Linked DNA regions of Mus musculus: region 2 is linked to region 1. Evidence: chromatin contacts called from public HiChIP or PLAC-seq data. All regions are on one chromosome and are shown on one strand. Each heading gives the region's core, a stretch centred on a gene start, on an enhancer-like site or on the middle of the called end of the contact. The rest is flanking DNA. Distances are from core to core; before and after follow the strand shown.

Region 1 (5,178 bases), core at 800-3,299:
CAAATCCCAGCAACCACATGGTGGCTCACAACCATCCATAACAAGATCTGACTCCCTCTTCTGGAGTGTCTGAGGACAGCTACAGTGTACTTACATATAATAAATAAATAAATATTAAAAAAAAAGAAAGTAAAATATTAGTTTTCTCAGCTTTAAAATAAGGAAATGATGTAACCATTTTATTTTTTCATTTGGAAACAAAAGGCCAACCACAGAAATTGAAGCTAAGGTGTTGAGATACTTACTCATCTTTAATCCCAGCACTTGGGAGACAGAGGCAGGAAAGTCTCTCTTACTTTAAGACCAGCCTGGTGTACATAGCTAGTTCCAGGACAGCCAGGGCTGCATGCGGAGCTCCTGTCTGAAAAACAAACAAAGCAGAACTAAACAAGGAACAGTTAAAATTGGGGTGCTTCTCTTAAAGGAGCATTGCTTTGTTTTGTTTCGGTTTGCTTTCCTCCCACTCCTGACTCCTCCTTCAGAGCTGAGAAGGTTTAGGAAGGGGGACTATTCTGGGTTAGAGGAGGGGCTCCAGTCTCAGCCTCTCTAGTCACTACAGCAAACCCAAGACCTGGGACTAAAGGTGTTCTTGCTGATCAGTGTTTACTACTAAAGGCACAAAAGCCATCATGGTTCTGGAGAAAAGATTTGAAACTTTGAATTATTCTGAGCTTAAACTCTTTTTTTCAAATTCAATTTCTACATAAATTTGGATCAGGATTGGGGAGGCTGTTGTCATTTTTCTCTCATGGTTCCTAAGCCTGTGATTCCTAAACTCTATCATAGTCCAGAAAACTATTTCTAGCTCTGTTGCCAAAAGTACTTTGAGCTCTCTTACCCTAGGAGAGGAACCAAAAAGTTTTTGTACAGATTAGTTCTTTATAAGAACAAAAGTCCTTTGGGGATTTACTAATTCCTTCGCCTCCCTTTGTGCACACAATCATTCCTGTGCCCTCATGTTAGGACTTTGCTCTAAGGCAATTTTCCAGAGCCAGGAGAGATCTTCAAGCCCCTGCTGACCCCACAGTATGCAGCACTGTGCCTGATTAACTGGGCAAGGTCGGACTTGCCTTTTACAGTCTGCCCTCCAACCCCTACTCAGCCCCTCTGCTAAGAAATCCCAGAAATGCTTTAATGCTCTAGATGTAAGTAGATCAGGGCACTTGGCCCTCAGGAACTCTGAGCTTTTGCAATTTTCTCCCCCTAGAACTAATGGCAGTGCTAACTGCACTGAGAGATGTATGCTATAGGCCATGTTTTATGTCCTCTATTCTCCCCAAACTGCCAGGATTAGAAAGAACTACCCTCTTGTACAAAGATCAAGAAAGAAATAGCTTCAGATTATCTAGTAAATGATTAGCAAATATGAAGACGAAAAAGATCTCGACTAAGGCTGTGAATTCAGTGTCAGTAACTGTCTGTTGGCCACAATCAAGTGTGGCCCTTTCACCCTCCACTGCAGTGGTTCTCAACCTGTGGGTCGAGACCCATTTGGGGGTCAAACAACTCTTACAAGAGCTCACCTGAGAACCATCAGAAAGATCAGATTCATAATAGTTTCAAAATGACAATTGTGAAGTAGTGAAAGACCCACAACGTGAGGACTCCCCCACGTTCTGACTCAGGAGAGGCGACACCCCAAAACCACCAACGAGAAACAGACTTGCTGCAAATTGCAAGAGGATTTTTATTCAAGAGCGCTCTCGGGCCCACGGTCATACACCACGCAGGGATAGAGGACCGTGGCGCCCTGAGTAGCTGAGTAAAGGGGTATTTAAAGGAAAAAACCACAACTCAAGGAGGTGGGAAGGGTGTTGTTGGAAAATACCAAAAATACCAGTTAAGAGTCACAAGGAAGTACAAAGTCACAGGTGTCACAAGGAATACCTGGTAATTGTTAACTCTCAAGACAGTTTCTAAGAGCCCCTAACAATAGCACATTTGCATTGCAGGTTCCAGTAACGGTCAGGGTGCCATTCTTTGAATTGAACCCAGGAAGGGGGTGGGTGGAGGAATGTCGCTATCTGTTTTATGATTAGCATACCTTGGAGCACTGAGTTTACTACTCTTTCAGTAGCAATGAAAATAATGTTATGGTTGGGGTTCTCACAGCATGAGGCACTGTATTAAAGGGCTGCAGCATTAGGAAGGGTGAAAGCCACTGCTCTAGTATATATTGCTAGTTGATTACTCAGCAAAGCATTGAATGTACCAAAAGCTAGTATTTTGCTGCTTTGGGAATCTGAAACACCAAGGACCCCTTCTTAAGGAGGCCAGTAAGGAGGATAGCACATTGAATAGTTCGTTGTCAGGGTCTAATTGGGTCTGCAAGAATAGTTCTGTCTCAGCAGAGCCAGTCCGAAGAAGCACAGCTCTGTTATGTCAGACAAACTCCTTTTGTGTAGTTCTTAATTACTTTCCCATGAGTTTCTTGTTTTTTAGGTTTTATCTGTTCAGTTAGTGTACTACAAAGCAAATTACTTCAGGCATTTAAGCAACAGGTGGGGGAAGGGGAGGGGAAGCGGGGGTGGGGGGTGGGTGGAGAGGGTAAATAACTGGCTTGCTTAGGAACTTTAACTGTGGCTTTCCTGGGTTCAGCTTTCCTCTCTGCACATTCAAGCATTATATCTCTCTGTGTTCAAAAGGAAAAGTTAGTCCTAGATTCCTAATGAATGCTACAGAGAGAGAAAGCCTTTTGCAGGTCTCTGGCTTGTCCTTTCTGGACTGTGGGGAGTACCTTGCATAAGCAGCTCCATGTTTCATTAAGGAGCTTCCTAGAGGTGTTAATTCGGATGATGCTAATGACTAGTGAAGCCCCACTGGTTTTCCATTGTGGAAGAAGCCAGTCTTTTTCTGATTGATTTTTTCATTTGTGTTCCAGCTGCCTCATATACAGATAGCTCTGACGATGAGACATCCCCCAGGGACAAGCAGCAAAAGAACTCTAAGGGAAGTAGCGACTTCTGTGTCAAGAACATCAAACAAGCGGAGTTTGGACGCAGAGAAATTGAAATTGCTGAGCAAGGTAAAGAAATAATGCCTTTTTGCCTGCCTGTGTCATTTTGTCATGTTAATACTCCTGGGTCATCTGGCTTGTCAAATTTCAGTGCAATACTAAATCACATTTTTGTTTATTAAATTGTCTGAGATTGGTGTTGTTCTGGAACCTAGGCTGACCTTGCACTCGAGATAATTCTCTTGTCTCAGCCTCCCAAATTCTGGGATTATAGGTGTGAGTTTGCATGTCCATCCCTGAGCTTGGGAAACACTTTGGGGAGGGAGTGAAGTCCAGTGGTTCTGGAGGAAACCCCTGGCTAAGAATTGGCACATAGAAGATAAGACTGGGGAGCATTTGTCTCTGAAGGCCTCTCAGAGAACATTCGGGAACACCATCTAACAGAAGCTGACCAAGAGAACTTGAATGAATATTTTTTATGTTTTTTCTTTCATCTTTTATTCCCTCTGTTTAATATTCTATGTTTGTATTGGACTTTTTCAGAGATGCCTGCCTTGATGGCTTTAAGGAAGAGAGCCCAAGGAGAAAAGCCTTTGGCTGGAGCCAAAATTGTGGGTTGTACGCACATCACTGCTCAGACAGCCGTGAGTGCTTTTCTTAATAACAGTAATAATCGCACCAGTTATTGAATGCCAGCAACTGCCAGCACCAAGCTAACAACATTATTTCATTAATCCACAAAATGCTATGTAGGCAGGTATTCCTTTTTCCATTTTGTAAACAAGGAAACCGAGGCCCGAATGCTCGAGTAATCTGTCAGAGTTGTACAGCCAGGAGGGCACAGGCTAAGCTTGATCATGAGTGTATAGGTGAACCCATGAATGCTTTCTCCTGTCTCCTACTTCTCCATCAGCCTGCCCAGAGTCCTCTCTCTGAGACTGTATACATGAGAGCATTCAGCAGCAAGTGAGAGAAAACTGATTCGACCTGACCTCAGCCTATAGGAACTTACTACATTGTGTTTCCAGAAGTCCGTGTGTGGAAGGCAGGCTGTGGCTGGGGTGGAGGAGTCTGTTTTACTGCTTGATGATTTTTTTCAGAACTGTCTCCACATTTTATCACTCCATACAAACTGACTAAGTGCTTACAGCTACATAGTCACCAAGGACACTATGGAAGGACTGCTTCTTCTGCTCTCCTAAGAGCCAGAAACCTTCGCTGAGGTCCTGCAGGACAGTCCAGCATGCCATGAGCAGGACTGGTTACATGCCCCTGCTGGACTAGTTCTAAGAAGGGACTAAACTCCCCATGACTGCCTTAGACCAGAGATTGCTCCACTCAGTGGAGTTAGCTCCTATTTATAAGCAAGGTACTTTCAATGCCCCTGAATTATTCTGAGGTAGAACTTAGATACACCATAATCTATATGTTATATGAAATTTAAAATTTTTAATATAAAATCAAAACTATAATAGGGAGAAATAAAAAGTAATTTATAATAAAAATATATTTCAATATATAAACGCTTAAGCAACACTATAATAGTCTGATATCTGTACTAACTAATATAGATGGAAATGTAGGGGATTGTCTTATGTGAATGAGTGTTTTGCTTGTGAGTATGTAGGTGTTCATGTGCTATAGAGCCTGCAGAGGCCAGAAGAGAGCACTGGACACTCTAGAAATGGCATTATAGACTGTGGTGCTGAGAACCAAACTCTGCTCTCAACTGTTGAGCCATCTCTCCAGATCCTGTTTTTTGCTCGTTTCTTTTTGTTTGTTTGTTTGTTTTTGTTTTTTGAGATAGGGTTTCTCTGTGCAGCCCTGGCTGTCCTGGAACTCACTCTGTAGACCAGGCTGGCCTCGAACTCAGAAATCCGCCTACTTCTGCCTCCCAAGTGCTGGGATTAAAGGCATGTGCCACCACGCCCGGCTTGCTCATTTTCTTGTGTGTGACGGTATCTCATGTAGCCTCTACTGGTTTCTAACTTGCTATTTTAGCTAAAGCTAGCTTGAATGTTTAATCCTTCTGTCTCCTGAGTACTGTAATTATAGACATGCACCACCATGCCTGACATTATGTCCAGAATATTAAAACAACATTTTCATTGATTTTATGAAAGGAAAAGCAACTCTTTCCAACTCCTGACAACCACAGTGAAAAGTCAGCATTCTCTATTCACTGATACAATTGTTGCATTCCTAGAAGGACTGTTACTGAA
Region 2 (5,178 bases), core at 1,924-4,423, 180 kb after region 1:
TGACATAAGACTTGCATACAAAGGGCTTGGTGTGTTTGACCTTAGCAAAAACCAAACAAAACAAAGCACAAAACCCTCTGATCAAGAGGACTCCTACCAACACAAGAATCCCCATTCTCATGTCAGCCAGTTTGTCTTGGCGGCAGCAATTTCAATTTGTTTGGGTTGCTTAATGTCATTAAATCTTAAGACTGGGGCCTGGAGAGATGGCTCAGCGGTTAAGAGCACTGACTGCTTTTCCAGAGGTCCTGAGTTCAATTCCTAGCAACCACATGGTGGCTTACAACCATCTATAATGAGATCTGGTGCCCTCTTCTGGTGTGTCTGAAGACGGCTACAGTGTATTCATATATATAAATTAAATAAATAGAATTTAAAAAATTTTAAGACTGTACAGAACTAATATAAGGGTGATGAAAAAGTCATTTACAGCATTCATCCCATCATATTGGCCCTGGCAATAAGTATTCTGTGTAACTTGGTATTAGAATATTTGTAGTACAAACTGTCAAAAGTTCCACAGAAGTTAATGCTGTCTGACACTAAGGTTCTCTTGTGCTTTGTGAGTGGGTGTGGATAGCCATCTAAAAGCTCTGGTAGGGTCAGGATCAGGACTGGTTCCATCTCCATCTGAGTTGGGGCAAGTAACATTGGCATGTTTTGGCTTCTTCATCTGTCAAAAGGGACCATAGTAGTACTTACGTAATGGCCTCCATTGGAGAATGAAATGAGAGGGAGAGTGTAGGGGCTGGGGATATTGCTCAGTTGTTTGTTTGCCTAGCAAAACCCATGAGGTCCTGGGTTCAATCCCCAGCACACATTAACTGAGCATGGCAGCACAGGTCTGGTATCCCACCACTTGGGAGGCCAGGACAGGTCAACCTCAGGTGGAGGTTAGCTTGGGCTACTGAGGCCATTGTAAACAGAGAAGGGAGCTAATGCAGATGTCGCTGGTAAGTCCTGTATGATAAGGAAAGGCAAAGCAAGCAGGCTTGGGGGATGAGGGATGAAAGCCATGTCCAGACTAAAGGAGTAACAAGCTGTTCTGATGGAAAGTTCTAGCACGCGAGAAGACAGCCGTGAGAAATGTTCTGAGCAGAGGGGTAGTATTCCTTGATCTCTATGATCCAACAGCTTCCCAGTTCTTCTGTAGCCTGAGAGAGACGCAGCAGATGAAGTCAGAGATGGCACCGTGGGTGAGGACATCAAAGTTCTCAAAGCCACCTTCAAGGATTTTAGACGTTAGACATCCCAAACAGGGAAATAACACAACACAATCTGCTTTTTTTTTTTTTTTTTTTTTTTTTTTTTGAGACAGGGTTTCTCTGTATAGCCCTGGCTGTCCTGGAACTCACTCTGTAGACCAGACTAGCCTCGAACTCAGAAATCCACCTGCCTCTGCCTCCCGAGTGCTGGGATTAAAGGCGTGTGCCACCACGCCCAGCTACGATCTGCTTTTTTTTAAAAAAATGAAGAAAAGAGTCCATTCAAGTTGAAGTGTGCAGAAGGGGCTGGGGAGAGCAAGTCCAGGGTCTGGGAGCCAGTTCAGAGTCTAAGTGCAGCACCTCCACACGAAAGCAGCCTGGACCAAAGTCAGAAAGAGGCAACAACGCTTTAAAGATGTCATTGGATGGCCAGGCAGAGGGTCCATGTCTTTAATCCCAGAACTTGGAAGGCAAGGACAGGATAAAAATCTCTGAGTTAGAGGCCAGGCCAGTCTGGTCTTTATGGTGAGTTTCAGGCCATCCTGGGCTACATAGTTGAGACCCTATCTCAAAAAAAAAAAAAAAAAAAAAAAAAAATCATTGAGGCAAAGAGGAAAGAGCAGACATTATTCCTACAGGGATGGGTAGTGACAGTGATATCGGTTTGATTTAGAAAACATTAAGGGTGCCAGGCAGTGGTGGCGCACGCCTTTGATCCAAGCACTGGGGAGGCAGAAGCACGCAGATTTCTGAGTTTGAGGCCAGCCTGGTCTACAGAGTTCTTGGACAGCCAAGCCAGGGCTACACAGAGAAACCGTCTCTAAAAACCAAAAAAAAGGAAAAAGAAAAAAAAAGAAAGGAAGGAAGTAAGGAAGGAAGGAAGAGAAAAGAAACCGTTAAGGGAAAAAGGCATTCAGTTAAGCTGGGCAGTGGTGGCACACGCCTTTAATCCCAGCACTGGGGAGGTAGAGGCAGATGATCTCTGGGTTGGAGGTCAGCTTGGTCTGCAGAGTGAGTTCCAGGACAGCCTGGTCTACACAGAGAAATCCTGTCTTGGACTAAAAAAAAAAAAAAAAAAAAACTACATAAGACAAAGGTATCCAATTAAAAAAATGTTTGCTTATTTGTTAAGCTGTTTTCTGACACCATGTGGGGCATTTATCTAGTGCACATTAAATCTCCCAGAAGTGTTAAAAATGCAGATTCTAGGTTTCAGTTGGAGCTGGGACTCCCGGTGGTTCTGATGGGGGCTCCTGATGACATAACAAAAGCAACCCAAACTACCCCATGTCCCCAACCTTTCATTTTCCCACTGTCTGCTCACTTGTTAGGCATACTAGGATACCCTATTGCTTCATCTAAGCGCCGAGAAAGCAAGGGCAAGAACTTACTTTTTTATTTTTATTAAATAGAGCCTTGGTTTGCTAACAGGTGCACTTCGGAGCACCCATAACAGCATCCAGTACGGAAAGGGGCCCTTTAGAAATGTTGGTCTAAGGAACGAGAGAATAAATTACCATATTGCTTTGTACCAAAGTTCCCCGTTTACAGATCTGGTTGGGGCTTTGAAACAGAGAAACAAAGCGCATTTCAGAGAGGGGTCGAGGCGACTACGCAAAGGCGCGCCGAGTAAAATGTGGGGGAGCCGCTTTGGAGCGGAGGTCTCAGTTCCCCGCGCTCGGCTCCGAGCGGAGGGCTCCTTCGGATTAGCAACCATCTTGGGCGGCATGAACCACTTCGCCGCCGCGTCCGCGACTTGCTCAGCCGGTTGCCCTCCTGGTCCGGGCCCCGGCCAGCGCTGCCGAGCCGCACCAGAGGCCGACGAGGCGGCCGGGGGTCTCAGAGAGCGCCGCCGAGAGCCCCCTCCCCGGAGCCGCAGAGCCGTGCTGGCCTCGCCATCATGGCGGTCTCCGGGCGGGGAAGCCGAGCCGTGCGTCGCGTGCGTGCCTCCTCCCTCCCCTCCCCCTCCTCGGCGGCGGCGGCGGCGGCAGAGGCGGCAGCGCTCGCCATTGCCGCTGGTGGCAGGAGGCTGCGAGGAGCCGGCGCGGTCGCAGTCTCCACGGCGCAGGCCCACGGTAGCGCAGCCGCTCTGAGGTGAGTGCCCTACCGCGCAATCTCCAGCTATTTCAGCCCCGGCGCAGCCGCAACACGCCGCCCGCCCGCCGGCCGGCCGGCCCGCCCCGCAGCCGGCACCCTGCCGCCCCCGGCTCGGGGCCTGGGCCCCCGCCGGATTCGGCCTGCCTGGGGCGGGGGGCCCGGGCCCGGGCCCGGCCCAGCCAAACCGCCACCCCGAGGATGCGCAGGCCGCACTAGGCCCCGGGCGTCCTGGCGGGCTCGGTAGGGAGGCGGCTGCCCTCCCGAGAGCCCCAGGGTTCCGGCCTCCCCTACCGCCTCGGGTTCTCCCGGCCGCGGCCTCCTCCGCGCCGTGGAACCCCGGGCCTGGTCTTCCTTCTGCGGGCTCGGGAGCCGGCGGCCCGGGAGAGCGCGCCGGGCCCGGGAGCGGGAGGTGGGTGGGCTGCGCGGGACCGGAGCGGCGGCTCGGCGCTCGCCCCCTCGGCTCTTCCCGGCTCTGGCCCGCCGGTGGCTCGGTGCGGCCGGGCGGGGCGCGGGAGTGGCTGTCTCTGGCGGGAGAGGAGGCTGGTGGTTCGGCCGGGCGACCTCCGAAGCTTCCCTCCCGCCGGGGTGGCGTGGGATGGTTACCCAGGTGGACTGGGGGGCGCTGAATATGGCGCGCTGCCCACCTTCTTGCAAGTTGTGAGGAGGCGCCTAGGCGGCAGTTCGAGGAGGAGGAGGAGGGCGCAAAGTCCTTTTGTACGCAGAAATAAGGAGCGACATTGTGTTTTTCCTCTCCGGCGGAGATACCCACCGAGGGGCCTGGGTTCTTCCTGGGACTGGCGTGGTGGTCTCCGGGGGACAGGAGGGGGAGGTGGCGCACCCCTTAAGAAGGAACGGAGCCTTTGCCTCGGATAAAACAGGGGGTCTGGGGTGGTCTTGTGCTTGATTCTCTCCCACATCTCCCAGGCTTTCGTGGATTCGTGGGTTTGCCATTGCATGTTCTGTAGTGATGTCCACTGTTTCTCACCTGTTGTGTCGTTGCTGCTGGCCCCAAACTTTGTTCGGTGCATCTGACTACCCACCAGAACTTGAAAATGTTAAACATACATTAATGTTGTTAGAGCTTCAAAGGCTATCTGCTCTGACCAGTTGGAGGAGCTGTTAGCAGGTCATCCCCATCTTCCCTGCCATTAAAGTATCTTGTACTGATGATGGCTTATGTTAGAGTTGGTATCGGTTGGGCCGATTTTTTTTTTTTTTTAAGTAGGCAAAGCAAAACTTCCATTTTAGTGTTTAAATCTCCATTTATTGGAGAAAGTTGGTGGGAGTGAACCTGTCAGTTGGGACAGTGCTCTGTAGGAGAATGGGGACAGCTTTTGTCCTTGGAGGAGTGGTCCTTTTTGGTCCTTTTTCCAATCTTCGGCAGATCCTTTTAAATGCCTTTTCCTTTAGTCATAAACAGTAAGTTAATGGATTGTTCCTCACTCCGGGGAAGAGAAGAGGGGTGACATATATATTAAATGAGTGTTGATTTTGCTTTTTCATTTAGTTATGTCCTGACTCCCTAACATTGTTTGAAAGTTCTTGACAAGTTACCCTATAAAGTAGTAGAAATATGGCTAGTTAATGAGTACAAAGTAAGTGTATAATCGTCATGTGTAATGTGATGTAGTGACTTAATTTGGGTGCAGACTTAACTGTAATTTGTTGAGTGTAGATTTTTGGGAAGGTGTTACCCTTCCTCTTTATTTTTTTGTGCTTTGCTGGGGAATCTAACAGGGCATTGGCCATGCAGACCGTTTGCTGCTGAAATACATTGGCAGCCTTTTGTTGTTTGTTTGTTTGCCTGATAGGAATTCGACTGTTGCTAACAATTGGGTACCTAACCCACATCGAAACAAAACAATAGTCTTTTAGC

What was found. HiChIP or PLAC-seq counts read pairs in DNA pulled down with a chosen protein or histone mark.
Region 2: a contact with region 1 is called in an H3K4me3 HiChIP or PLAC-seq map of the SCID.adh cell line, with 9 read pairs. The contact joins the promoter of Nrf1 here to the enhancer-like site in region 1. A contact is called at or near these places in 4 of 39 promoter capture datasets (cranial neural crest, embryonic stem cells, liver and 1 more), 5 of 115 datasets of contacts at active chromatin or transcription factors (the SCID.adh cell line, embryonic basal ganglia, embryonic limb bud and 1 more) and 2 of 9 other capture datasets (adipose tissue and macrophages).

Annotation. Positions count from the first base shown.
Region 1 is chr6:29,867,687-29,872,864 of GRCm38.p6, forward strand. It overlaps Ahcyl2 (S-adenosylhomocysteine hydrolase-like 2), which reads left to right. Exons shown (of 17, transcript NM_001171000.2): 3 at 2,882-3,025; 4 at 3,500-3,600. Among named protein-coding and RNA genes, the nearest start is that of Strip2, 47 kb to the right of the region's middle. Within about 2 kb of position 2,050, at least 15 of the 459 cell types and tissues checked have an H3K27ac peak or open chromatin away from gene starts, as enhancers often do. A contact at or near this core is called in the SCID.adh cell line and liver, where this site is marked.
Region 2 is chr6:30,044,815-30,049,992 of GRCm38.p6, forward strand. Nrf1 (nuclear respiratory factor 1) reads left to right here and starts at 3,174. Exons shown (of 12, transcript NM_001164226.1): 1 at 3,174-3,299.